7 separate regions of the Mus musculus genome follow, and regions 1, 2, 4, 5, 6 and 7 are each linked to region 3. The links are chromatin contacts, called in public HiChIP or PLAC-seq and promoter capture Hi-C maps. All regions are on one chromosome and are shown on one strand. The core of a region is the stretch at or near the end of the contact, and the rest is flanking DNA. Distances in the headings are between cores, read along the strand shown.

Region 1 (3,569 bases), core at 910-3,409, 1.2 Mb before region 3:
CCCTGGAAATGGCTCCTGTGTATCCTGGACTTTGGGAACCCCTCTGGGGACCCTCCTGGGGTTTCTGGACCTGGCTGAGGTACCTGTCTCTCTAGCCTTGTCTGGTCCTGGCTGCTAGTGCTGGCTGAGCTACAGCTATCTAGATGGCTGACACCCACCTGGAAACCTGAGAGGCTCCTCAGCCCCCACCCGGCAGACACCAGTCATTGCTGCTGATGGGGATCTGCCAGAAGGGCTCAGCTGGGCTTTGGGCCTCTCCGTCTCCTCCAATAATGACTTCCTATAAATCAGATCTGCCCTCCGCTTTGTTCCACACTGCTCCCAGCCAACAGCAGAACTCTCCACCCAACATCATAAATCCACCTCCATTTTCTTTCCAAATTTCCTTAAAGGCTTCTTTAATCACCACCTTGCAGCCTGGGCAGATGCTCCCTCAAAGGGGGTGTGGCCTGAGTGCAGAGGTCCTGGGAAAAGGGTAGGGCCTGGGAGAAGGAGGCCATGTGCAGAGGGAAGAAGGATGACGGTGACAGAAAGCTGCACTCCATTTGGGGAGGGGATAAAGATGCCCGCCTGCATAGTGCCTAGACGGGAAGACACAGACTTCATGCCTCCATGACAGATGGGCTGGCTCTCTCAGCTCCATCCTTGAGCTAGCTCAAGGCCCCAGGAGATGCCCAGCAGAGAAGCCTGGTGCCACTGTGTCAGAGCCATAGGCCCAGGCTATGGACTAGGCATCCCCATGTTATTTCCTTCTCCAAAACACTGTGAAGGTAGAATTTGTGTGGGGAGAGGTCATTGTCTTCTATGGCTGTCCAGGCCGGCGTAAGCCTGCTCCCTTTAGCCACTCTGCTAGTTGGCTGGGTCAAGGTGCCTGGTGAGATACCACAGGACTGCTGCTCTCTCCTATGCCAAACCCTCTGTGGGACGGACACCACTTCTCAGGGTTCCCACACATCTCAGCTCCCAGCCTTTCCTGGCTCCAAGTGGTCTCTGATAGTTGAAGAGACCTTGGAGTGGTTAGGGAGCCACAGCAAGGGACAGCAGGCTCTCTACTGCCACTGTGGGTACTAGCAGCTCAGGTTCAGACACCCTCCAGGGGCTCAGTCCCCTGAGAGCAGGCATTTCAGCCACTAGATGGCACTGTGACCCAGCAGAGTGGTAGTGGATGCCAGAATCAATAGTGTCTGGAGAGATCTCCCTTCCCCCCTCCTGCACAACTAACAACTTGTGTGTGGTTTGCGTGCCATTGCTCTCCAGCCCCCCACCACTGCAGCCTGCTGTCCTGAGCACCCCAGGCCAGACAGCTGCTTTGGCCTGACAACCTGCATACACAGTTCAGGGCCTGTCTGCCAATTCATACCCAGAGGGTAAGGGGCCTTCCCTTTACCAGCTGGGAGCAGCTTGCTCTAGTTGGAGGTCATCAGAAAGGTCAGCTGGTTATGGCTGGTTTAAGCATCAGGACATAAGGCCCCAAGTGCTGGCTTTCTCCAAGTCTCCTAAGTGACCTTGTACAAGTCCTTTCTGCTCTTTGGACCTAGTCTGATCCCTTGGCAAATGGGAGGTCCTCCCACCCAGTCCTGGTGGCTGCCCTCAAAAAAAAAATGGGAGCTCTGTGGCTTGGCTGCAGAAGCCTCAGTTCCCTGAAGCACATCTGGCCACTGCTTGCTTCTCCCTCCCAGCCTGCTTAGGCCTTGCTTGTCCCTCCTGGCTTCCCAGACCCCTTCCTTGCACTATTCTGGCAATGAGCGCTGGCCACCTGCCCAGAGTCTTGGCCATTGGGCTGGGCTCAGCATAGTGGCCCTTACATTTGGGGTTCATTCCTAGGGCTCAAGGGAGCACTCTGGGGTCATTTCCCAGCCAGATGTCCATGTGTCATTAACCGAGTGACAAGTGGGGGTTGCAGGATAATGTTGGGGGGCTGGGGAAGGCAGGCAGACAGAACAGTAACTTGGTAGGCCAAATTGGTTCTTGCCAGCCAAATAGCTTCTGGAAGTCTGCAGAACTGCTCTTATGTGTCCTCTGGGTATGCCAGCTGCCCCGGCCTCCTCCATCCCTCCACAGAAGCTGCTGCCCCCGCCTTGGGTTGCCCTATCCTTCCAGCACGGCCAGCACAGTTGGCTGGGGCTCCCATCGCATCTCTGCTCCTCAGCTGTCTTTGCTTGCGCCCCTCCTATCCCTCCTGGGTTCTGTGCCAGCCCAGCCAGCGTGAACAATGCCCCCTTCATGCTCCAGCCTCCTGAATTCTTCCATTCTGCGTGTAATGCACTCTCCCCGTCCTTGCCTCCCTTCCATCTCATCATTTTCAAGTGTTTCATCCCCCAGCCCATACCCCTCCCTCTCCTGCAAGATCAAGGCACTTAATTGCCAAGCCAGCCCAGTACACAGAACTGGGAGCTTACTCAGAAAAATTGACTGTACCAATCTGGGCTGAAGCGCCTCATGTTTATTCTTCTTCCCAGGGAAACATGGTTTATGACTGACACTCAGCCTCTCCGCCGCACGTTTATGCCCAGGGCTCTCAGGCACATTGATGGGGCTTGAGCCATGCAAACTATTTTATTGTCTAGTCATTTGTCCCCAAAAACTTTGTCAGATAGGCCAGCATCAATCTCTGTCTCTCATGGAGGTGGCAAGTCGGCTGGGTAAGGGCACCGCTCACTCCTGCAACCTTTCCAGCATGCAACTTGGAGATTTGCTACTACCAGCCCAGTGTCTGGAGGAAGGGAGGGGCCCACTTCATCTCCCCTGCCACTTTCCAGCTCCACAAGCCTTGAGTGTAGGCTGGCCGACGCTGTGGTCGTGTCCGTGGTATAACTTGGAGCAGATGTACGGGGAAGGCTAGCTAACGGGAGGATTTCTACATCCCAACTGCAAGGCGGGTGTGAACGAGACCAAGTTGTTATGCACAGGCCTGGCTTCCTGATTTTTGGCACTCACAACAGGAACTGGATGGCTCTGCCATCAACAGCCTATTGGCAGATTATCAGAGTTTAGTCAGCAGCCCTGCTGGAATTAGAAAAACAGCCTTCCCTAGAAAGAGCTCCTGTCAGAGGCTCTCTCTGACAATAGGTCCCCCATCCAGAAAGTTGAGGGGGGAGCGCACCTTCCATAAAAAGTGCGGGAGAGGGTTTGGAACAAGAACACAATTCTTTGAGCTCAGTTATCCGAGACGGGACCCAGCCGGAGCTTAGGGACTTAGCGCTCAATTCCTGGCCGCTTATGTGTAAGTAAATAATTTCATCTGCTGTTGGGCAATAAAGAAAGCTTTAAATCTCAGCTCCTGTGATCTGTCAGATTTCACCAATGCAATCTGCTCACTCATCACTGGGGTTACAGCAGGGGAGGGGGCACGGGGTTCCTGGGACAGGATACATGGTGTTCTTTCCCTTTCACTTCATGCCTGCTGTACGGTATCCCCACCCCGCCAAGCTCACACCTGCCAGGGATCTCACCTCCCCTTTGGAGAGGCAGCATACATGGTGGGAAGGGAAAATGCCTTCCTCCCTGCTCAGGGATTATAAACCTTCTCTGTCCTCCTGGTTGCTGATGACTTAGACACAGCTCTCTGC
Region 2 (3,508 bases), core at 201-2,700, 1.3 Mb before region 3:
TTAATCTCAATGTATCAGTAGCATGGGTATGTGTGTCCCTGAAGTGTGCGTGAGTGCCGGCAAGTGTGTGCCATGGCACAGGTGGGCAGATCCGAGGACAACTTTCCAGAGGCAGTTCTCTCTTCCCATGGATTCCAGAGGGGAACTCAGGTCATTAGACTTGAACGATAAGCATTTTTTACCCTCAAACCCCCCTCTCTCATTGGCCTGCTCTCTTTATTTTTAAGACTCTATTCTTCTGAGTGAAAAGATGATCTACTGTAGAAAAACTTGAAAATTAGTAAAAACTTACAAAATTGTTTTAAAAGTAATTTAGCTGGATGTGGCAGCCCGTGCCTGTAATCTCAGCACTCAGGGGGGGGGGGGTGCAGTAGAATTGTGGTTTTGACATCAGCCCTCCCCCCATATAGTGAAACCTTGTTTCATAACCAGGGTAATTGTAACAAGGCTGTAACTCTGTGGTAGAGGCTTGCCCAGCATCACAGGTCCCGGATTAGACTTCCAGCACTGTAAAGGGGAGACATTTTAATATATATACATATAAAACTTGTTTATATATATATATATATATATATATATATATATATATATATATATAACATATTTAATATACATAGTAACAATTCAAATTAAGAAATTTCTATGGGAAAAAAGTATCTTTATTTCCTCCCTCTTCTTTCTCCCAGACTGACTCATTTGCCCTTTAATGAGTACATTTCACAATTTTCTAGTATACTTGGGTGATGTAGTGGTATATACCTTTAATCCCAGCACTTGGAAAGCTGAGGCAGCTGGATCTCTGCGACTTCCTGGACAGTAAGGACTTTGTAGGTAGACCCCATCTCAAAAAAAAAAAAATCAGAACAAAAATAGACTTAAAAATTTATTATTTACTGTGACTATGATTGCAGTACTAGGGATTCAGTGTAGTGCCTCTTGTGCTAGGCTGGTGCTCTACCAGTGAGCTAAATCCCTGACCTACTGTGTGCCTTTCCATACATTTTCTGGGCATCAATGTCAATTTGAATATTTTCATATAACTATGTCACACTATCCAAATTGAAACCCTTCTATTCGTTTCTTATGAATTTCTGTGTTCTAAAGACCATCTCACAGCCAGGCTGAGGGTCCCCACCCTCAGATCTGAGACCCATCTGGATTCCATTTAATGAAGTGTGACAGTCCTGGATATAGCTGCCTTTGGGTATGGGATAATGAGTATAGTATATGAATACGTTATAAGTTTTCTTTTGTCTGCATATACAGATTCTTTGTAAAAATGATCATGAATTACTTATTATAAGAAATAAAAAAACAGTCTAGAACCATGGGCCTGCAGGCTCTGTGCCCAGCTTGTCCCTTAATTTAGCACTTGCTTCAGTCTTCCTCCACTGCATAATGAGTTGTTTATGTCTTTGCATCCCTCGGGGGCGGTTGGGCAGGCTTATTCATCTCTCTGCCCTCCCTGCCTCTTCCCACAGAGCTGAGCCCAGGGCCAGGCACACAGCAGGTTGGCTGAATGGCAGGCTAACCCTCTAGCTTGCATGGAGGCTACCAAGAACAGGGTGGGTCCTAAAGACCCTCCTCTGAGACTCACAGAATGGTGTTATAGGTATAGAGTCCTGACCCCAGAGGCAGGCCTTGGGTGGTCACACTCTGCCTGGATATGGGAGCCTAGCCTCCCTGGGATGTTTGGTGTGAACACAGGTGCATTTGTTCCTGGTGGCTTCAGCCAGGGGTAGCAGGCTGCACCCAGCTGAGGAAGTAATTAGCAACTGCCAAGAGGGGGAGGAAGCAGGGATGCTGGGGGCCCTGGCTCCCTTTCTAGAGAGATATAAATAGCTGGTCTCTGGGCTCCACTCTGGAGGTGGAGAGCTGTATACTCTGAATAGAGGTGCGAACTGGCAGTGTGGGGAACCAGGGTGCAGGCTGCCTTCTCGGGCACATCTGTCAGTCTGGGTGGGGAAATGGGCTGAGGTCTGTGTCTATAAAATGCCTGGCTAAGGCTCTTCTCCCCCAGCCTGGGGCTTCCCATCTGTCCCCACAGACTAACCTGCCAGGACTCATGTTCCTGCTGGCCTCAGGTTGCTATTGGGGTCATGACAATGGCTGGCCAACGCACGCCCCATCCTCCTACCTACCTTTCTACAAGAAGTAGGCTGCTAGGGGTCGGTGGGAGCCCAGAAATCCACGCTATTTATAGCATTTCTCCTGGCACATTCTCTGAGGTACTTACTGGGCAGTGTGTGCCTGACTCATCTGAAAACACTTTATAAATAACCCAGCGGGATACGGTGGCATGGGCTGTCCACCCAGAGCCTGGCTTTGAGCACCCAGGCTTTGCTAGCTGTCCTCTACAGAGTGCCTCTCTACTCTGGGACAGCTTGGGATGCTGGCGGGAACTTTGACAGCCCTGGAAGAGGTGCCATAGCAGGTCTGTTCCTCTCGGTCATGGTGTCAACACCACAGCTTTCTATTGGGAGCCTCAGGGTTTCCTAACTAGGCAAACTGAGCTAGTATGTGCTAAGTTCTCTGGGTGACCTAGAACTGAGGACTCAGAACCTCGCTGGTAAGAGGCGAGGGCAGAGTGTGGTGAGCAGCAAGGCCATGTCCGGATTGTCAGTTCTGAGTCTCCTTTCTAAATTAGACTCCAGGGTATTTACTGAGTCTCCGGGTGCCTGAGCTGTACTGGAAACATATTTTAACAAGGCTTGGCTGGTTGGTTGACCTATTGTTTGGGGCCTTTGCAGATCATTCAGTACCCAAGGGAGATGTCTGAGGTTTCTCAAGAGCACAGTGGCCAGGTGTTCCCCTTCAGGACAGCCCTGAAGCACACCTGGAGTGGGATGAGAGGTGAGCAGGCGGCATGCTGGGCCAACAGTGAGAGTATACTGTCTGCAGTTCTTTCAGAACTCACAGGGGAAGCTATAGTTTGGCCAGCATATATGTGAAGATAGTCTGGGCCAGAGTATATGTGAAGATATGGCTTCAATCACTTGCCTATGCCGTAGCAGAGAAGAGAAGCAGGCCTTGGACTTGGGTCTAATGACACTAAACACACCAGGGTCCCTCAGTGCCATACTCTTCTCTTAAGGACACCAGCCTCCAATTCTTCTTTAGTTCTTTCTCAAGACTGGGTCTCATTTATATAGCCCAGGATGATCTAGAATTCACTGTGTGGCCCAGGCTGGCCTCCAGCTCATGACCCTCCTGCCTCAGTCTTCTGAGTGCTAGGACTACAGGCACATATCACCACACCTGACTCATGAGAGCCATTCTCCTGAAGTGCGTGGCATCTATGTGCCCAAGGCTCAGAATGGATCTGCCCAATGGATGTGCTCAAATGATCATGAAGTCAGCATGAAGTGGATTGAAAGTGCACGGGAGACATTTGAAGAAACCTAGAATAGTCTGACGCTGTCTGCAGGACCAGAACCCAAGACCAGTGTGGAATCAATTGCTGGGGGAACGGAGGCATCAAGCTCTGGCCCCAGCCGTGCACTCCTGT
Region 3 (3,868 bases), core at 1,055-3,554:
TGAACCGATGTCATCAATGTCATCATTTGGCTCTTAGGCTAAACATTTTTATTCAACTGTTTTCAAGAGACCCACTCAAAGAAACGACAAACAACAACAGAAATAGCTCACACTTATATAACTCCTACTTATACACCAGACCCCATGCAAGGCAGTGATTGCATCAAGTCACCACAAAGGCCCTGCGAGATGGGTCAAGCAATCGACCTTGCTAGCTCTTCTATCTTTATTAGGCTGTAAATAAGCACTTGAAGATTCTGGGCTGGATTTAAATAAAGACTTTATATGGTGACCACTGTGATTTCTAGTCAAGACAATCTTTCAGTATTTCTCCTGTTCTGAGGGCTGCTAAAACCATCAAGCTCCTCTCCATTGGCAAAGCAGCGAATGCTGACCTTTTTATGCTTTTTATTTTGAAAACTTTCAAACATACATAGAAATTGGGAAAATGCTAGGTATCATTTATGTCCAGACACCATCAATAAAACAGCATTTTAGGATTTTCTCTTAGCCACTCCTATTCCTTGATGAAGTGTGTCTGTGTCTGTGTCTGTGTGTGTGTGTGAGAGAGAGAGAGAGAGACAGACAGACAGACAGACAGACAGACTAGGGCTATTTTGCACATCCTCTCTAAGAACCTAGATGAAAGAGAGCGAGAGAGAGAGAGAGAAAGAGAGAGAGAGAGACAGAGACAGAGAGACAGAGACACTAGGGCTATATTTGCACATCCTCTCTAAGAACCTAGATGAAAGAGAGCGAGCGAGCGAGCGAGCGAGAGAGAGAGAGACAGAGACAGAGAGACAGAGAGACAGAGACACTAGGGCTATATTTGCACATCCTCTCTAAGAACCTAGATGAAAGAGAGCGAGCGAGCGAGAGAGAGAGAGAGAGAGAGACAGAGAGACAGAGAGACAGAGACACTAGGGCTATATTTGCACATCCTCTCTAAGAACCTAGATGAAAGAGAGCGAGAGAGAGAGAGAGAGACAGAGACAGAGAGACAGAGACACTAGGGCTATATTTGCACATCCTCTCTAAGAACCTAGATGAAAGAGAGCGAGCGAGCGAGCGAGCGAGAGAGAGAGAGACAGAGACAGAGAGACAGAGACACTAGGGCTATATTTGCACATCCTCTCTAAGAACCTAGATGAAAGAGAGCCAGCGAGCGAGAGAGAGACAGAGACAGAGAGACAGAGACACTAGGGCTATATTTGCACATCCTCTCTAAGAACCTAGATTCTGAATCCCCTTAACGTCACCCTCTGCTTCAAAACAACTCCATTTCTTCTTTCTAACCTTCTAGCGCTTTCAGTTCCGGTTGGTTCCCTGCTGAGAGCATCAGTCTGCTCACTCTTCTCTCCTCGGCTGGCCTCTGCACGTGGCCAAATGCACACCAAGCTCTGTAGAGCTTCAAACATCCAAACAGTGATGACGAAGTCGCCGGAGGCTCGAGTTAAAGGGCTTTAGAAACTACAACACAAACGACCTTGGCAGAAGGCTAACTTGGTTCAAGGCAAATGATCAAGAAATGAAGACCCAGATGTGTGTGGCCTGAGATGCATGGGCTTCGCCTCATCTGCTCCACTCTGAGAATAAACCAAACCTACATCTTCCCCATGTGGGTTAACAGGCTTCCTAAGTGGCGTCTGCTACTCGCTCAACCCGGACTACAGCTCCATTAGGCTAACAGCTCTTTCATTCCCAGTTCCAGTTGACCACGAGACGCTAAAGCTACCATACTTCTCTCTCCTTACCATCCCCATCGTTGCTTTAGAACAAGTACTATAAAGAACACTGGGTGGAGAAACAAAAACAACATTTGTGTCCCAGATGTTACACCTGTTCTGCGTGACCTTGAACACCCCCTCTTTCCAAGGACTCTGTATCGCCATCTGCAAAATGGGTAGGTTGGTGATGTCCTCGTGGTCCCAACCTTCTCTCCTCGGGCTCCTCTCAGGGAGACACAAACTAAATCTCAGCTCCTCCTACGCCCACCTCCCCCCAGGCTGCTCGCATTCCAAGGCACTGCATCCTTACCTCCCACGCCGAGGTTAACCTTGCGGGGATCTGGATCATCCCGGAAGTCCGCAGTGAGCTTAAAGACCAGAACCGGAGGAGCTTGCGGAACCTGGGCAAAGACTGATGGAGGCGCCATCGCGACAGAATGTGCCGAGACCTCGAGAACGAGCCGGGAGCAGCTCTGTGCGGTGCGGGGTCCGGTGACTGGAGGAGACTCTCACCTTCGCCGGCGGGCGGGGCAGCCCGCGGCTTCCAATGGTCGAGCCGCGTCCGGAGCTTGGCAACGCGCTTAACCAATCACAACCTTCCGACTAAGAAGGGTTAGGCGGGGCAAGCCTCTACTAGCCAATTCGAGAAGAGGATCTTATCGGAGGCTTGTATGATGCAACCAATGCAATGTACACCGGAGGAGGTGTGGGCAGAGGCTAGGATGATTGGCGTAGCGTGTTCCAATCGCTGAGGCTTTTATTCCTTGGGGTGATGAGGATGGTGCGGGTGGCGGGAGTCCCCAGAGGACAACCTCCTGACCTTCTGGGGCCTGGAGACCTGGGGCGGTGGCCCGCCCGTGGGGAAAGCAGAGAACAGGTCTTTCTGTACCCGCTGAGCAGGTGACTGTCGCCGCCAGGCTCCGGCGGTGCGCACGTTCCTGCGTTGGCCAGGCCCGGCTGACAGCCAAGTGTCTGGCACAGGACTCTAGTGGTCCGCTTGGACACACTGTACCCAATCGTGGGTGACCTTGACTGTCTCCACTCAGTGCTTCCCCAGAAAGAAACCTGGATGTGTTGTCTTCCTTGATCGCTGGCAGGGGAGACCCTGCAGAAAGTAAGGGATGAGCACATACTAGCTTGAGAATTTTAACACCAACCCCCAGCCCCGGTAGATAACCGGGGCCGGGAAAGCCTAGCCCTAAAGGACCTTGAAGGATCTAGCGAAGCCTCTCTCTGCAGCATTCCTCCCACGCGTGCTGTCATCATCGATTGGCACACACCCAAACTGCTGCTTCTTTCTGTCAGGTCAGGCTGCTCCTTCCCCTGAGAGTCTATTTCTGTCCAGATCCTTTCTCCACCTGTTGACCTTGAAGATTTCACATCTGTCAGCCATCCATAAAACCTCTTAACACGCTGTTTGGTTAGACATCTCTCTTTCCTGTACTTGGGCGTTTTGTTGTCGACGTTACAAGTTTAGAAAGCCTCCTGATGAGTAGGAACCTAACTCTGGAGCCAGGCAAGTTAGGTTTAGATGCCGGCTGACTCTGACCTACTTGGGCAGGCCTGTTCCTGCTCTGTAAGATGGAGATAATAGTGTTTTCCTCCAGGTTGTTGTGGGGATTAGGTGAGTTAAGACACATAAAGTGTTTAGTTGCATACAGTAAGTGCTCTCTAAATACTAGCTTTGTTATGGCGCAGGGTCCACACCCCCTCCTAGATGGCATGATGCTTTGCCTGGGATCTGGCAAACCTCCCTCCGTTTCTTCCACTACATATTCACCCAATGCTGGAAGGCGCCAATTCCTTGGTATTTTGCGAGAAAACAGCATCATGGCTTCCTTTGGGTAACATGATAAATCTTCACGAGTTTTCGGTTCAGAGGATAAACAAAAGCCATCGAACTTTGAGCACTACTTGCTAAGCTTTTCTGTCTTTTTCTTTCCAGAAACATCGCCTTGTTTTTGTTTTGTTTTGTTTTTTTAAGGAAACTGCCCAAAGCATTTCATTAATGTTTTCCCCTAAGAGTCACAAGCTAATACGGAAGGTCCATCGGCTGTGCACTTTGAGTACGTCCAAAAATCACAGCCGAAGGGCAACTGGGGAGGGGTGTTCTGCAACCTAGCCTTCCTAGAATTTAATTT
Region 4 (3,908 bases), core at 631-3,130, 1.4 Mb before region 3:
TGTCTAGCACTCAACCACACACCCTCTCAACCCTGGGAAGCCTTGGCCCCCGGAGATTTTGAAGCCCTTTGCTAGTGGGAGCCTCACCCTGGGAGTAAGACAACGGAGTGAAGGTAGGATTCCAGGTAGGGCAAGATGGTAAACATTGGGAAAACTGAAGTGGGGGTGGGAACACTTTGTCAGGAGACACTTCCTGTCTCATTCAGTAGGTTCAATCATTAATTTCTTCCTAATCGCCTGGACAAGACCTTACGCCAAGAAGCTCAGTGTATACTTGAACAATGGTACATTTTAAAACTGAAAAGCAAAAGCATGGGGCCGTTAAGATTACAGACAGAGCTTTCCTTCTAGAGCCGACATAGAAGATAAGCTCGGATCCGTGCACAGACCAAGCAAGTAAGGACTTGTCGCAAAACACTACAAATGGACCCTAGAGCGTCAGAATGAACCCCCAGAGTAAATACTGAGGATGGCAAAGTTCAACATCTTTTGAATTGGGCATTAAAGGAAGGACATACTATAGAGCTCTTAACTCGACGCTTCTCTGCCTTGGAAGTGAAGAAAGAAACTGGGCCCCTACTCCAGACCCATTTTCAGGCATGACTTGAAAAATGAACTAACAGAGCAAGGAAAAGATCCTTTTGAAAGAATTCAAAACCCCTAAGGTGGCAGTGACGCTGACCACTGAGTGACCTTGGACAAGTCACTTTTCCTTTGCTTTGTTCATCAATCAAAATAGTGAGAGGGAAAATCCTCACTGGGTACAGAGATGAAATATGAATGACCATCCTAGTACCTGGCCTACTGTGGACACTCAACATTGTACATTGGTTGAATGAAAAATGATGCGAAGAGAAAGCTATTAACAAGACTATATAGAACCATGGCCGTGGTTAATTTAGCACTGACGTACAAACTACTCAGAGGGCTTCAAAGACAGGCTCATCTGTGCACTTTTAAAACCATGGCTACATAGAAGGAAGCTTGCTGCGTCAAGCAAGAAGAGCACTTTTGAGGACCTTTTGGTCCTCCTGTCAGGTGGCATCCTAATCCCCTGTTAGCGGGCACTATTGTTAAACACATTTTCCAGATGAAAAAGCTGACCTCTTGAAGTGGTGACTTGCTCAACTCCACAAGGCTGGTAGGTGATCTTAGGCTATTAACCAGGTGGTCAGACCTGGGCGCCTTACCAGTGTTACTTTCATTCTTTCCAGGTGGCTGAGAAGGTGGTCAAAAGAAACGTGGGGGCAGAAGGTTCTGAAACCTCTAAGACCGTGCCATCTTCGTCTGGGGGTTTTGGAGGTCGCCACTGATTCGCAGACAGGATTCCCACGCCAGCCTCTTCGCTGGACTTAGAGCAAGCGGAGCTAGAGTAGAGCCCTCTGGGAAGTTAGATCGGTGTCGGGTCAACCTATTGCCAGTTCCAGGAGACCCCAATCGGGATCCGGCGGCCAAGACGCCTACTGTAACCTCTCTCGGGCTTTGGGAAAAGGGCGAGCGCAGCTCTGGGCTCCTGCCCTGAAAGTGATCACAAAGGCCAAGCGGAGGTGACTGGCTGGCTAAGAGATTGAGAGAGGATATCTTGGCCGAAGTTACAGGACGACATCCCCACCACAGTGAGCCCCAGGGCTCAAAGGTGGCGACTGACAGAGAGAAGCCCCTAAGTGGATCTAGGATGTGAGACCCAGCGGATTCCCAGCTGCGACCGTCGGCCCGCGCGCTCCCACGCACAGCTGAGCCGGACCGTGGCCTACCTACCTGGTTGCCTTAGCTGCCCGAGGCAGGCGGAACGCAGCCGGGAGCCTGGCCGGGCCACCTGGATCACGGCCACAGTTCCTCAGAGAAAGTGCTCCGAGCCCCTTCAACAGCCAATCCTCGGTCACAGCCTTAGAGCGAGAAGCCGAGCCAACTTCGCCAAATCGAACGCGGAGCCTTCGCGGACCAATCAGCTGCTGCAGGGGGGAGGGGCGTGCCTTATCCCTCCCTTTTCCCGTGCCCGCCTCCAAACCCAGTGCGGAGATTCCTTGAGTCCAATCATCTAGGGAGTATCGGCGAGGGGCGTGTCCTCCGGGTCCTCCCCATCCTCCCAGCTCACCTGCCCTCCCCACGCCTGGAGGCGCCCCCTTGATTGACGTCAGTCCCAGGGGCGGGCTCTGCTTTGCGGGCACGCAGGCGGGGCGGGGTCGCATTCCTGACACGGGGTGCGGCTGGAGACCGCGGGCCCTGCAGGGTACACGTGACAAGTGCCCCTTTTCTCTGGGTCGAGTCCAACGCACGTGGCGTAGGGTTTCACTGTTAAGATCCTCATAACCTACAGTTCCTAAAACTCCCTTCACCTCCCGGGCCTCCTGGGCCTGCATTCAGAATGATTTACAAATCTTGTAGCGACTGTGCCAGTTTGGTTACCTAAGGAGAACTTAACAGCTCTTTGGACATCTTTCACTGAGACCCTTTCCAGTTCAGTTTCCTTGACGGGCTGTAAGAGAACTGCAACCCTTACCTTGAGGTAGTTAACAGCCTAGCGACAGAGGCTAACACTGAACCACCACTTGGTATGTGACTACAATCATGATCACATGAAGTTGAAAGAAGGTAAAGAGGAAGGAAGCATCTTTGAGAGGTCCTGGAAGCCACAAGAAGGAGCATAACCAGTAAAGAAAGGAGCTAACGTTTTTAGAACGAGGAAGAATGGGCCTGGGCAGAATAAAGGAAGAGAGGGAAGAAAGCACGCTGGAGCCAGGACGGCTTTTCTCCAGAGGGATAAAATAAGGCCTGGAGATCCGCTATAAATAGCAAGGTAGCCATGGTGGGAGGATGTAGGTAGGCAGTGACGTTTGCATTTGCCCCTCTGAGGCTCTATAAGCAAGGAAATAGAGTGATTTGTACTTATGAATAGGCATTCTGCGGTCTTTACAAGTCTTTACAGAGTGACTATAATGTGGTCAGCCCTTTACAAGGGTTAATTTATTCCCCACCACCAACAACAACAACCGTGGCGTGGCACTAAATTTGCATTTTCAGAAGGTCTCACCAGTTCCAAGGAAGCCGGGTTGGAAAGGACAAATGACTGCAGGGGATCTGTGAGGCTCTTTTTTAGTTCTTCACTGCTGTGAGCATGCTGAGAAAATGCTCCGTCCCTGAGCTACTGTGTGCCACTTCTTGTCTGTCTATCTGTCCGGCTGCCTTTCTGTTTCACTGAGATGGGTTTTACTTTGTAGTTCAGACTGGCCTGGAATTTCCATCCTCCTGGCTCAGCCTCTTGAGTGCTGGCATAATAGAGCTGTACCACCAGGTCCAGCTGTCAACCTGGAGGGATGTTGATTTCCTTCATCCGGGGCTTGTGCTCCTGTCCAGAAATGTCCGGAGGGATGCCTGTCTGGGCAGCAGGTGCAAGCAGAAAGTTTTCCTGACTTCCCTCACGTCAAAGCTGACCTTCTAAGTTTAGTTTCTCTTCTATAAAACTCCCAGGTAGGGAGGAGATGAAGGGGGCTGGAGGGAAGGCTCAGTGGTTAAGGAGCACTTAACCAGCACCCACAGGGCAGCTCACAAGCTTCTGTAACTCCAGCTTCAGAGGATCTGATGCCCCTCTCTGTCTCTGAGGGTACCAAGCACACACCCGGTGCATATATACTCAAGCAAAAAATACACGTAAAGAGAAACTTCAAAATGTTCCATCAGCTTCGTGGGATTCTTTTTGCAGGGTAAAGGGGAATTTTTTATTCTTCCTCATCCTGGTGACTAGTTCCTCCTTGTCCCTCTGCACAGCACCACACGACAAAAGAATATGTCTCAAAGGGTTTGTTTACTTTTTTTTTAAGTCCTGGGGAAATGAAGAGAGAATGATAGACAAAAGATATCCAAGTGCAAGATCTCGCAAGAGAAATTAGCAATGTTTGTTCCTTCTAAGT
Region 5 (3,602 bases), core at 59-2,558, 1.4 Mb before region 3:
AAGGAGGGTGTCAGATTCCCTAGAGCAAGGCTTAGAGGTTTTTGTGGCCCACCTGATATGAGTGCTGGGAACTGGTTCCGGTTCCGGTTCCGGTTCCGGTTCCGGTGTAAGAGCAGCAAGTGCCTTAGCTGTTCCTCCATGCCTGCAGCCTCTGTTCTGTCTCTAGGTTTAGAGTGGATGCGCTCTACATTGCACTCCTGCAAGCTCTGCCCTCTGAAGCTTCCGGATGTCACGTGCCCTCTGCTGGCTCACTAGGCCTTTAGTGTTTAGCTCTGCTTTTCCTCAGCCAAGCAGGGTGTCCTAAATAGGCTTTAGCCTTCTTCCTCCTTCACTTTGGCAATGCTCCCTGTGCATGGTATGCCTTTTCTTCCCTTCTCCCCTTGCAATTCAGCTACTTCCTTTAGCAGCTGGCTCTTGGTACAGACCCTGTATACGGCCTTTTCTCACGTTCTCAAGTCTATGAACTATTGCGAACTTTCAGCTAATATTGTTAGCTTTATATCTGTCTCCGGTGGTGCTTATACAGAGTGAGGACAAAGCTTCTTCCTTTTATTAATGAAAACGAGGACCAACTGTGTCTAGACATTCAGGTGAATAAAGTCACGGACTAATTTATTCTCAAGGGACCAAAGCTTTCCTCAATGATCAGATTTACATAGTATATGAGCAAAGCATACTATGTAAACTGCATGAAGACTGACATTTATTATTTACTTTTGGTTTTTCGAGACAGGGTTTCTCTGTGTAATCTTGGCCGTCCTGGAACTCACTATGGCCGCAAACTCAAAGAAACAGATCTACCTGCCTCTGACTTCCAAGTGCAAGGTTTAAAGGTTTAAAGGCATCCGCCCGGCTGAGGTACTAGGATTTTTTTTTTTTAACTTATTGCGATAGCACAAGTGACCTATGTCATTGTTGTCGTTTCAATTCTTTGTCCATAGCTGGTGCTTAGTGACACAAAAATGACATTTTGCAGTTTCACAGTCAGCTCAGCGTAGCCAGTCAATAAGTTAGCAAGGAAGCAGCTATCGGAAAAGCTTCCGAAGATCTGTCTGCCAATTGGAAGCTGGGGCGGGCTAAGGGCAGAGGGCGTACCTAACCCGGGTTTGTCTCGAGCATGCGCGGTCTCCACAGAAGGTGACGCGAAAGCTAAGGAGGCCGCGATTGCGTAGGCGCAGGTTCTGATTGGCCACTACACAAGCGCGAGGGGCCGTGCCTACGCGTCGCCAAGTAAACAGGACAGGCTAGGGGCGGAGCTACGGAGGCGCGGCTCCCTGGTTGGCCAAGCGGGAGGTGGGGGAGTGCCGCGGATTGGTCACGGCCGCGAGCTCGCTGGTGTGGAGCGCGCCGGGTCCCCGAGCCGGCGGCCTGAGGGATGGACGAGACGAGCCCGCTAGTGTCCCCCGAGCGGGCCCAACCCCCGGAGTACACCTTCCCGTCGGGCTCCGGAGCTCACTTTCCGCAAGTACCGGGGGGCGCGGTCCGCGTGGCGGCGGCGGCCGGCTCCGGCCCGTCACCGCCGTGCTCGCCCGGCCACGACCGGGAGCGGCAGCCCCTGCTGGACCGGGCCCGGGGCGCGGCGGCGCAGGGCCAGACCCACACGGTGGCGGTGCAGGCCCAGGCCCTGGCCGCCCAAGCGGCCGTGGCGGCGCACGCCGTTCAGACCCACCGCGAGCGGAACGACTTCCCGGAGGACCCCGAGTTCGAGGTGGTGGTGCGGCAGGCCGAGGTTGCCATCGAGTGCAGCATCTATCCCGAGCGCATCTACCAGGGCTCCAGTGGAAGCTACTTCGTCAAGGACTCTCAGGGGGTGAGCGCGGGGGTGCGGGCGCAGCGGGGGCGGCGCCCTGGGACCGGGGAAAGGGGGAATCGAAAGGGTGCAGAAAAGAAACTTCAGCGCCAGCCCCCGGCGAGATTGGGGATGCTTCTGGGGACTGGAAGTGGAGAAACCTCGCGGGATGAAGAAATCAATCAGAACCTTTTTGCAGGGGAAGGCGTGAGCGAAAAGAGAAAAGAGGAAATTGACCAGATACGGGGCAGAAAAGTCCTGACCCAAGCTGCTTTCCAGTCGGTCCCTTAGCTTCAAACTACTGGGACAAGTAGCTAGTCATTGCCTCCAGATTCAGGGTTTTAGACCTATTCTCTTTCACCTTTTATTTATTTATTTTAGTTTGGCCCAAAGCTGTGTGTCGACCCATCACGGACTCAGAGGATTTAATTCCCTCTTGTGTTGTGGGGCTGTCTTTGTAGGGATCCCAGGTTTCTTATTAGCAGTCATTGGTGACAGCGTGGGTGGATTCGTCAGTGTCATCTGTCCTGATTATTGCTCACTTCTGGGAAAAGGTTCATATCGTTGCTTATGGTTCCTCAGTGTCAGAGTGTGGAGCTTTAAAAACACGAAACTGTCTCCTGCCCTTTAATTTTTCCTTCAGTTCTATATTAGCAGTTTACTTAGCTAGGGCAGTTTTGCTGACCTTAATTCTGTCGCCTGCTTTTGTACTGGGGGGGTGTGGAAGCAGGATAATGTGGGGCATGAGGTGACTGAGGCAGCGAAGAAGTGACCTTTATCCATTTGAGACTTCATAAGAATTTAAAACTTTGGACACAGATCAGACCAGAGCTATTAGAGGATTAGTAGGTCAAGATATGTCAGCTCTTTCTTGTTGATGTTGTCAGATGTGCCAAATGGTTCATTTTAAAAATTTACTATTTTTATATGTATTAAAATTATGGGTGTTAAAGTTGTATCAAAATTCCCTCCCTTCCCTCTCCATATATCGCCCCCCCCCCCCCCACACACACACCGTTTCTCTCTGTAGCCCTAGTTGTCTCTGGAATTCACTCTGTAGACCTGGCTGGCCTTGATCAGCCTGCCTGTACCTTCCCAGTGCTGAGATTAAAGGCATGTGCCACCACTGGGCAGCTGGTCTCTTGCATTTGTGTGTGTGTGAATTTAAAAACAAAACCAAAAGCGCAACCTTAAAAATTAGCAGGTGTGGACCAAGCCTTTAATCCCAGCAATCAGAAGCTGGGGGTTCTTTGTTAATTGGAGGCCAGCCTAATCTACAGAACGAGATCTAGGGCAGTCGGAGCTACCTAGAGGCACCCTGTCTCATTTCACTGTAGCCCAGGTTGGCTTCAACTCACATTCCTCCTGCCTGAACCTCCAGGGTACCGTGTGGACTCTTTGTTTATCTTATTTTTTCATTTTAAAACTTTTTTTTTTGTTCTGTTTTGTTTTGTTTTTTGAGACAGGGTTTCTCTGTATAGCCCTGGCTGTCCTGGAATTCACTTTGTAGACCAGGCTGGCCTCGAACTCAGAAATCCGCCTGCCTCTGCCTCCCGAGTGCCGGGATCAAAGGCGTGCACCACCACGCCCGGCTATTTTAAAACATTTTATGTGTCTTGATATTTTGTCTTTATTTATGTGTCTTTTCCCAGAGGATGGTTGGGTCCCTGGAATTGGAGTTTCAGATGACTGTGAGCTGTCATGTGGGTGTTGAGAATGGAACCCCGGGTCTTTTAGAAGAGCGGCAGCTTCTGAGCCATCTCTCCAGCCCCTTGTGTGCTCGTTAGATGGGTTGCATGCTGCTGTGTGGAAC
Region 6 (3,816 bases), core at 457-2,956, 1.4 Mb before region 3:
GACATTCAAGGGAAGAAAAACCCTAAGGAGACCTTGAGGGTAGGAGGCCAAGAGAGGTGGTCTCCTGGACGCTCAGGTGGGGAAAGGAAGAACAGCGAAGTGTCCAGTGTTGCTGAGAGCTCCTGCAAGGAAGACTGGAAATGTTCGCTGGGTGTGGCAGCCAGAAAGGCAGAGGTGACCCAGGAAGACGGGATTACAGTTGGCGAGGGCTGAATAGGTGAGGAATGAGCAGAAGAGCGGGCAAGTCAGAGGAGGAAACAAAAGTGGAGGTAAAGAAATTTCTTGTGCATCTTGTCTCCAGGCGAAGGGGTATTACTGAGAGTAAAGATTTCAGAGCCTGTGGGACAGTGACCAGCCTGAAGGAAGTGAGGAGAGCCCAGATTCCCAGTGCAGCTGAGTCCTGGCTGAGGAGAGCAGGCGTGCCTGTCTCTCTGAAAAAGAGATGCTGGACGAGATGTCAGTGAAGCTTTGGGGTAGCTCAGAGGAGGGGTTATTGTCGGCTGAACAGCTAGGGAAGGCTGCTCACAGCTGACTCCTGCTATGATGGCTTGCTTGGGTTTGGATGGAAGCAAGAATCGGGGCAGGCAGGTGTGACAAGCAATCTGAGGACTTGGCAAGAGTCCAGGGCCCTTGCAGGTAACAAAGAGGGTTCAGCTGGCTGAGACTGAGGCACCTGAGAGAGAACAGCAGGACAGATGAAGCCAGTGGATGCAGCCTCGTGTGGGTGGTGGTATGGCTGGGGTTGCTGGCATCCAGTGATGTATTTGGCTCAAATCCCAGCTCCGAGCAGTTTATGTGCTGTGACATTAAAGAAGTTACTTACCATGACTACAACTCCTCATCTGTGAAATGGTGATAACCCCGATAGGGTTATTGAAGGAGGAACAGATAAGATAATGTGCACAAAAAGCTTAGTGTACTGCCTGCCTGCTGGTTAAATGGAAACCCATGGGAGGTGTGTTTTAAGGGACAACAGCTGGGTCACAAGATGTGAAGAGGATAGAGCTAGGAACGGCCTGCACAGGACCTTGAACACAGCAGCTACGGACCACCGTTCCGTCTCTGCTAATGTTGTAACCCTCGAAATTACTGATACTACTAGAGAAACTTCAGTGTCGTGTACAGTTTGTCTCTGCGTTCTCACGGCAAGCACTATAGCAGACAGCTGGTTTCTGTGCTGCTGTGTCTTCCTGCAGCAAGCCAGGGGCTCTCTCACCGTTAAAATGGCACTACCCATAGGCACCTGACATACAAGATGTGTTTTCTGTCTTCCCTAGGTTCTCAGAGCTTCTATCCACATTTTCTTTCTTTTTTTTTATCCTTCTCCATCCCTGCCCCCACACGCCCCACTTTTTTTTTTTTTTTTTTTTTTTTTTTTGAGCCAGAAGCTCCCATAGCCAAGACTGGCCTTGAACTTGCAATACTCCAGCCTCAGAAACCAAAAGGCTGTGGTTACAAGTGTGTCACCACGCTAGACTCTCTAACTGTCCTTGCTGTAATGTTCCGGAGCTAGGCTGGCTCCCAGGTCCTAGGACTCCCGGGCATTAAACGAGTCATCTCTTGGGTGGCAGGAACAGAGTTAACCAGAAATTAGCCAAGGAGGGAAGAGTGCGCAGGCGCAGTATCAACGCGCTTGCTCACCTGCGCTTGGGTGGGAGGAGCTAAGCCCGGAGGCCGGACCCAAGGCGGGACGGGCGCGGTGACGTCACGGGCGCGCCACCGCAGAGTGAGTCGCGTCCCGGAAGCGACGGCGGTGGAGGGGCAGACGGTTCCCGGGTGGACCTGCGACTTCGGAGCGTCGGTGGGAGGTGGCGTGGCGTGGCGTGGGGTGGGGCGGGCCTGGCCTGAGGGACCGCTCCGGGGCTTGGTGGCCCTTCTGTCCCCCTGGCCGTTCCTGTCTCTTCCTTTCCTGGGACAGCGTCCGGGTAGGTGACGACCGTGACGCCCCAGCCTCACTGTATTTATTTACGGAGCCTGGCCCTCCGGCCCTCCCACCGCGTGTGGGTCGCCACCTGCAGGCACAGCGACCTTAGGCGTGTCCTGCCCTGCGCGGCCTCAGACAGGCTGGTGGTCTGGGCCTCTGTCGGCACTGACCTGCTAAGCCTGTCTCGCGCTTGCTTGGGTTCCCTTTCTCCCTAGCTCGTCCTGTCGAGAGTTTGGGGTCCAGTCGACCCCTTTCCAAGTGATGAATGGGAGCCAGGGTTAAGAGCGTGATAAGAGTGTTGTTAGGAGAAATTCATGAACCTCTGGGAGCCCTGGTAAGGGTCTCCCAGTGTACACTGGCGCGTTCATAAAGACTTCCCAGGACAAGATGGTCCCCCTTACCCTGACACCTGAAGGAGGAGCTAAAGATAGGAGAAAGATGTCACAGGACATCTTTTCTCTTGGCATTACCTACTGCCTTCTTTCAACAACCTGGTTATTAATGGTTTATATGCTCTTGAAAGGTCTGTGAGGGAAAGGAGCGTTGGAGGGGCTCATGAAGAGTGATAGGCTTTATAGCGAAGACATCCCCTTCACCCTGCTACTTCCTACTTCAGTAGGAATAAAATTTCTTGCAGTGTGAGATGGGTATTCGCGTTCACCTCTCACAGTTAACCTTAGGAACCACACGAACTGTAATGCAAGGGGGAAATGTGTTGTAGTCTGGAAGTGCATCGTGAGTGTAGGGATTTACGATTACAGAATGCAGACTTCGGATCGGGACCTGAGTGGGCCGGAGGCGAGCCCCAGCGGGATGCCTGAGGTTCTCTCTGAGTGTCCACCTGCCCCTACCAAGTCAGCAGCGTTTGATCTCTTCAACCTGGTCCTGTCCTACAAGAGGCTGGAGATCTACCTGGAACCCCTGAAGGATGCAGGGGACGGTGTTCGATACTTGCTAAGGTACAGACTTTAGGGTTCCTTTGTTCTTCCTCTGGGCTCTCCTGTCTCCCTGGTCTTTAGCAGTTCTGGCCAGCTAGGCAGTAGTTGGGCTATCCTTTCTGCTCTAGCGATGACTAGTTCTGGGGAGACTTGTGTGACCTTTAGGTGTATTCAGGTCTACTTGTGTTCCAGCGCTATGCAGGGAAGGTGGGAACTGAGAACCACTTGGTCTTCATCAGGACTGTAGTTGGATAAGCTCCTCTTAGGGACTGCTGGAAAGACACTGGCCTAGTATAGCTTAGAGCAGATGTAGGGATTTTTTTTCCCTTTTCTCTCTGAATATTAATGTAATTAATATTAAAATCTTGATTTTTATTCTTTTGTATGCATGTGGCGTTGTGTGCAGGTCAGAGGGCAGCTTTTGGGAGTTAGCTCTCCTTCCAGGGTGGATTCTAGGGACAGACACAGGCTTGGCAGCAAGCACTTTACTGGCTAAGCTATTTTGTTGTTGTTGTTGTTTTTGTTTTCGAGACAGGGTTTCTCTGTGTGACCCTGGCTGTCCTGGAACTCACTCTGTAGACCAGGCTGGCCTCAAACTTAGAAATCCTCCTGCCTCTGCCTCCCAAGCGCTGGAATTAAAGGCGTGCGCCACCACTGCCCAGCTGGCTAAGCTATCTTACCATCAAGTTATAATTTTAAACAAACTCAACTACAAATACCTTTGAAAAAACGAGATGCCATTTTCACTGTTACTTGGGATTATGGTTTTCAATTTTTTTCTATTTTTGCTTCATTTTTTTAATCCTCAGTAATTTTCTTCCAGCTTCCTTTCCTTTCTTTTTGTTGTTGAGATAGTGTTTCATTGTATATATCACAGGCTAGTCTGAAACTCATAGTGCAGGCTGCTCTCAGACTTCCAAGCATTCTGTTGCAGACTTACAAGTACTGGGACCA
Region 7 (3,992 bases), core at 690-3,189, 1.6 Mb after region 3:
GCTAGGCTTTCAAACTGCCCTATGCGAACAAACTCCTTTCTAAAATATTATTATTGGGTCAGAGATACTGCTCGGTGACAACAGTTCTGGCTTAACTCTAAAAGTCCCGGGTTTAATCATCAGCAACGCAAGACTACTGTAAGAACGTTTTCAAAGTATAGACAGTATGCATTGTCACGAGTCGCAGCTGCTGCAAACCCACCAGAGGGCGCTCGTTCTCCGTCGAGTTAATCCCTAGCCTCTCATTAGTGACTGCATCTTTCAGAACCAGGGAGTCTTTCACTTTTAAAGCACAAATGCTTCCCAAGAACTTCCTTAGCAGTCGGTCTCGGGCGGGGGGTGGGGGTGGGGGTGGGGAGTACAGAGACAGAAGACACAGTGATTCCTACTAGAGGCGCGAAGACTAACAGTAAACGCCGGCAACGATTAAGATGGAAAGCGTGTCTAGGACCCTGACGCTGGGGATTTTGATAGTGGCTCCTAGGGCTGAAAGCTCACAGTTCCTCATTTAGACCTGGACAGCTCCCACTCTACATCGGGCAACGATCACCGCCCCCAGTTACAGCTAGGGACCTCCCCTAGAGTGTCTCCATTCCTCCACCAGGCAAGCCCTCCTCGCGCCTTTTCCAAAACATCCTGCAATTCTCGCTTCACTTCTGCTCCCAGGCCAACAGTTAACGCGTCCTCCAACCAAGGGATTGCCTAGCACCACCATCGGAATCTGCCTGCCCTCGTTCTTTCCTGGCTTAAAAGCCGCGGGCTTTTCCTTTTCTAGCTTGCCGTTGGGATTCTCGCGACAATCCCGAAACCTCGCGTGAAATTCGCTTCCCGTCTCCTCGGAGTTTGGGATTGCCTGTGTACAGCTCTCTTCTACCTTGTCGGAACCCCTCTGATCAGAGGCAGCGTCTCTGCTGACTGAACGCTCCTTTGAGGAGGGCTCGGCCAAAGTCAGAACTGCGCGGTGACTGCAGTGCTTCTTCCTCGCAGGGTAGAGCGGAGCCGCCGCAGGCCGCGGACGCACGCGCAGTCAGAACCTCTGACGCCTTCTGGGCGGGGCCTATATAAGCCCCACCCTTCCCTTGCCTAAAAGCCCGGTTTCCTTCTGCTCCTCCTCCTCCTAGGAGCTTGGATTGCGGTTTTTGGAAGCTGTTTGGGGGCCGGCGGGGGCGGGGCCTGCCATTCTCGGGGTGGTGGGCGGGCCTCCGGGGATGCTTTGCTTCCTGCCCCTAACCCAAAAGTGCCACCGTGGCGTTGGCGGAGGTCTCCAGACTGAACACTTTTGGCCCCGACATGCTCGAATTTTGCAACCTGTAATCCGGAGCCCAGAGACGCCCTATGGGGAGTCACCCGCCGGCCTTGCTGCGGCCGCTAGTCAGTTCCGACCTCTAATCACCAGGCTCCTCCGCGGGTTCAAGCACCTGCCCTATATTGGGAGGGAGGTAGCCAGATGTGGATGGCAGCTGGAAAAGCTTATAGTCTAGTCTGCGCCCCAGTGGAGAGACTGGGTGAACACAGCTGCAAACCGTGCCCAGAGGAAGCTGGCCCCGAGCCTGGCCTCCAGAAACGCCCATAGTGTTGAAGTCAATTTTACATTGAGTAAAATTTCTTAGCCTTTCCTTCTTTCTATATTGTAGCTGTTTGCCGCTCTCCAGACCTAAATCAGATGAGACAGGACCTGAGGCTCAGCCAACAGTTTGAGCTCCTCGGCCATTCCACCCCTATTCTCTTCTCATAGCCTTTGCTTTCCCAGTGGCGGCGTCTGGTTACGCGGCTCTGTACACTCATTGTGACTTTGGGCTAGGGTCGAAGTGAAAGGCCCAGGAGGGTCCTTGTGAGACTGGATAAAATTATCGGCCTCGGGGCCAGGGAAGAAGGCGGGTATTCGACATCTGGGGGCGGGGAGAAGAGGCGGAGGAGTTTCTCTTTGAATCTTAAGTCTGTGGGCTGCCAGCGATCCCCTGACAGAAGCAGGGGTGGCCTGCGGGTCTGGCTGGCCGTGCATGCGACTCTTCGTTCCCTACCGTTTTTTTTTTTTTTTTTTTTTTAGGTTGGAAATCCCAGCTGTTAAGGGCCTAGTCCAAGGCACTAGGTGAGTCGCTGGTATGTCCCCAGCACCATCACCCCAACCTGAAGTTTTTACATCAAGTGTAGTTTTATCTATCTCTGGGGCAAAGATGCATCAGAGTTGGGTGGTTTCTGGAGGTGATGCTGGTGTGTGTGTGCGCGCGCGCGTGCATATATGTATGCATGTGTGTGTGTGTATACGCGTATGTCTGTGTATGGGTGTGTGCATCCCTGCATGGGTGTTAGTGATCATTCCCCGATACACTCTCTCTTTATTCCCTAGTCCCCAAGACCAGCTTAATCAATTACCAACTGGCATAAACCCCTGGGAATCACCAGGCTTCTTTGTTAGGGCTTCTAGTTGGCTACAGGGTAGCAGAGGATAGAATCAAGCTTTTATACAGCCTTGACTTTATCTCTGACCTCCAGACCTGGCTTCCCTCTCCTGGCAGGGTGCCACCTACGCGCCGATGCCCCGAGTGTTCACAGGGCTTCCAGCTAACTATGCTGCACCTACCTTGGCGCTGTCCTTGCTACTACCATTATTGCTGGTGGTGTGGACCCAGCTACCCGTTAGCGCGAGGCCGTCCACAGGCCCCGATTACCTGCGGCGAGGCTGGCTGCGGCTGCTAGCCGAGGGCGAGGGTTGTGCTCCCTGCCGGCCAGAAGAGTGCGCTGCGCCGCGGGGATGCCTAGCAGGCCGGGTGCGGGATGCGTGCGGCTGCTGCTGGGAATGCGCAAACCTGGAGGGCCAGCTCTGCGATCTGGACCCCAGCGCTAACTTCTACGGGCGCTGCGGCGAGCAGCTCGAGTGCAGGCTGGACGCGGGCGGTGACCTGAGTCGAGGAGAGGTGCCGGAGCCGCTGTGTGTCTGCCGCTCGCAGCGCCCGCTCTGTGGTTCGGACGGCCGAACCTACGCGCAGATCTGTCGCCTGCAGGAGGCCGCCCGCGCTCGGCTGGACGCTAACCTCACTGTGGTGCATCCGGGGCCCTGCGAATCGGGTACGCAAGTCCAGGGCTTTTAGTACCAGGAACCCTGGCTCCCCAAAGGCACTACTCCCGGATCCCCGACAGCGTTGCTCTGTGGTCAGCAGAATGAATAGTTGAGGGAGACCATGAGCCTCAAAGGCTGCCAACTAAAAAGCAGGTTGAGATTTGTTGCCAGGTTTGAGGTGCCTAAGAGCTCTATCCAGGCAGGTCCTTGCAGGGACTGGCCTCCGAAGGAACAGGCACATAGCCAATAGCTGGGTCTGAACTGAAAGGACCCCCCTTCACCCAAAACTTTGCGTAGACTGCTGGAGCCCTGTGAGATGCATCCTGTTAACCCTGGCTCCCGCCTATCAGTTTTCTCACGCATTTAGGAATTAGAGAAGGGAAGATAGCTTCTTGCCTCTCTTGTCCCTCATCCTTTGGGTTGGGGTTGGGGATGTTCAAGCTTGTGGTTTTCGTTTGGCCACCCACACTTCCTCAGCTTTTACCTACTCTATAGTCTGGCTAGGCTGGAGTTGCAGTGGAAATAAATGCACTAGCAGGGGCGGGGGGGGGGGTCCCAACAGTTTTCTGCCGTGCAACAAGGAGGTTTCAGGTTCCCCTGCTGCGGTGTTTTTCCCACCTCCTCCCTCTCGGAGCCCAGATCCTGTCGTATTCTCACGACATTTGGAATGTGGCTGCTCTTCAAGCCTTTGGGAACTGGGCCTAGTTAGAAAAGGGGGAAGGAGGGAGGGAGGTGTTGGTTACACGACCCGCAGGAAAGGGGCCCTTGGGTAGAATGAGGGCAGCGGAGCAGTCCAGGACAGAGCATGTTTATCTAGCTAAGCTGTGGGTCTGTAGGCAACGTCTGTGTAATGGACACTGCTCTCTGTGCCTGTGCACCTCCGAACTTGGCTGTTGTGCCCTTGTGTGCATCCCCCCTACTTTTGTACGTCTCC

Evidence for each region. Promoter capture Hi-C pulls out the DNA fragments that hold promoters and counts their contacts. HiChIP or PLAC-seq counts read pairs in DNA pulled down with a chosen protein or histone mark.
Region 1: a promoter capture Hi-C map of hippocampal neurons shows a contact between it and region 3, with 5 times the contacts expected there. The contact joins the enhancer-like site here to the promoter of Got1 in region 3. A contact is called at or near these places in 2 of 39 promoter capture datasets (the C10 cell line and hippocampal neurons), 1 of 115 datasets of contacts at active chromatin or transcription factors (differentiating embryonic stem cells) and 1 of 9 other capture datasets (liver).
Region 2: an H3K4me3 HiChIP or PLAC-seq map of forebrain shows a contact between it and region 3, with 7 times the contacts expected there. The contact joins the enhancer-like site here to the promoter of Got1 in region 3. A contact is called at or near these places in 3 of 39 promoter capture datasets (the C10 cell line, hippocampal neurons and stem cell-derived epiblast-like cells), 2 of 115 datasets of contacts at active chromatin or transcription factors (embryonic stem cells and forebrain) and 1 of 9 other capture datasets (embryonic stem cells).
Region 4: a contact with region 3 is called in a promoter capture Hi-C map of liver, with 4 times the contacts expected there. The contact joins the promoter of Avpi1 here to the promoter of Got1 in region 3. A contact is called at or near these places in 8 of 39 promoter capture datasets (the 3T3-L1 cell line, the SN4741 cell line, embryonic stem cells and 3 more), 5 of 115 datasets of contacts at active chromatin or transcription factors (embryonic forebrain, embryonic stem cells, epiblast stem cells and 2 more) and 2 of 9 other capture datasets (adipose tissue and embryonic stem cells).
Region 5: a contact with region 3 is called in a promoter capture Hi-C map of liver, with 2.8 times the contacts expected there. The contact joins the promoter of Pi4k2a here to the promoter of Got1 in region 3. A contact is called at or near these places in 9 of 39 promoter capture datasets (the 3T3-L1 cell line, the C10 cell line, embryonic stem cells and 5 more), 5 of 115 datasets of contacts at active chromatin or transcription factors (astrocytes, embryonic stem cells, large pre-B cells and 2 more) and 2 of 9 other capture datasets (adipose tissue and liver).
Region 6: a contact with region 3 is called in a promoter capture Hi-C map of embryonic stem cells, with 5 times the contacts expected there. The contact joins the promoter of Zfyve27 here to the promoter of Got1 in region 3. A contact is called at or near these places in 4 of 39 promoter capture datasets (the C10 cell line, cranial neural crest, embryonic stem cells and 1 more), 3 of 115 datasets of contacts at active chromatin or transcription factors (bone marrow-derived macrophages, embryonic stem cells and large pre-B cells) and 4 of 9 other capture datasets (adipose tissue, embryonic stem cells, liver and 1 more).
Region 7: a contact with region 3 is called in a promoter capture Hi-C map of hippocampal neurons, with 6 times the contacts expected there. The contact joins the promoter of Kazald1 here to the promoter of Got1 in region 3. A contact is called at or near these places in 2 of 39 promoter capture datasets (hippocampal neurons and pre-B cells) and 1 of 115 datasets of contacts at active chromatin or transcription factors (pancreatic cancer cells).

Annotation. Positions count from the first base shown.
Region 1 is chr19:42,314,987-42,318,555 of GRCm38.p6, forward strand. The region is part of intron 5 of Crtac1 (cartilage acidic protein 1); the gene reads right to left. Among named protein-coding and RNA genes, the nearest start is that of Mir3085, 37 kb to the left of the region's middle. Within about 2 kb of position 2,160, at least 63 of the 459 cell types and tissues checked have an H3K27ac peak or open chromatin away from gene starts, as enhancers often do. A contact at or near this core is called in differentiating embryonic stem cells and hippocampal neurons, where this site is marked.
Region 2 is chr19:42,236,316-42,239,823 of GRCm38.p6, forward strand. No RefSeq gene overlaps it. Among named protein-coding and RNA genes, the nearest start is that of Golga7b, 18 kb to the right of the region's middle. Within about 2 kb of position 1,451, at least 57 of the 459 cell types and tissues checked have an H3K27ac peak or open chromatin away from gene starts, as enhancers often do. A contact at or near this core is called in forebrain and hippocampal neurons, where this site is marked.
Region 3 is chr19:43,522,301-43,526,168 of GRCm38.p6, forward strand. Got1 (glutamic-oxaloacetic transaminase 1, soluble) reads right to left here and starts at 2,305. Exons shown (of 9, transcript NM_010324.2): 1 at 2,038-2,305. The coding sequence starts at 2,155.
Region 4 is chr19:42,127,113-42,131,020 of GRCm38.p6, forward strand. It overlaps Avpi1 (arginine vasopressin-induced 1), which reads right to left and starts at 1,881. Exons shown (of 3, transcript NM_027106.4): 1 at 1,759-1,881.
Region 5 is chr19:42,089,127-42,092,728 of GRCm38.p6, forward strand. It overlaps Pi4k2a (phosphatidylinositol 4-kinase type 2 alpha), which reads left to right and starts at 1,309. Exons shown (of 9, transcript NM_145501.2): 1 at 1,309-1,810. The coding sequence starts at 1,376.
Region 6 is chr19:42,168,861-42,172,676 of GRCm38.p6, forward strand. Zfyve27 (zinc finger, FYVE domain containing 27) reads left to right here and starts at 1,707. Exons shown (of 13, transcript NM_177319.3): 1 at 1,707-1,925; 2 at 2,686-2,883. The coding sequence starts at 2,687.
Region 7 is chr19:45,074,148-45,078,139 of GRCm38.p6, forward strand. It overlaps Kazald1 (Kazal-type serine peptidase inhibitor domain 1), which reads left to right and starts at 1,940. Exons shown (of 5, transcript NM_178929.5): 1 at 1,940-2,089; 2 at 2,517-3,066. The coding sequence starts at 2,535. Gm35782 (a long non-coding RNA gene) reads right to left here and starts at 962. Exons shown (of 4, transcript XR_877888.1): 1 at 875-962.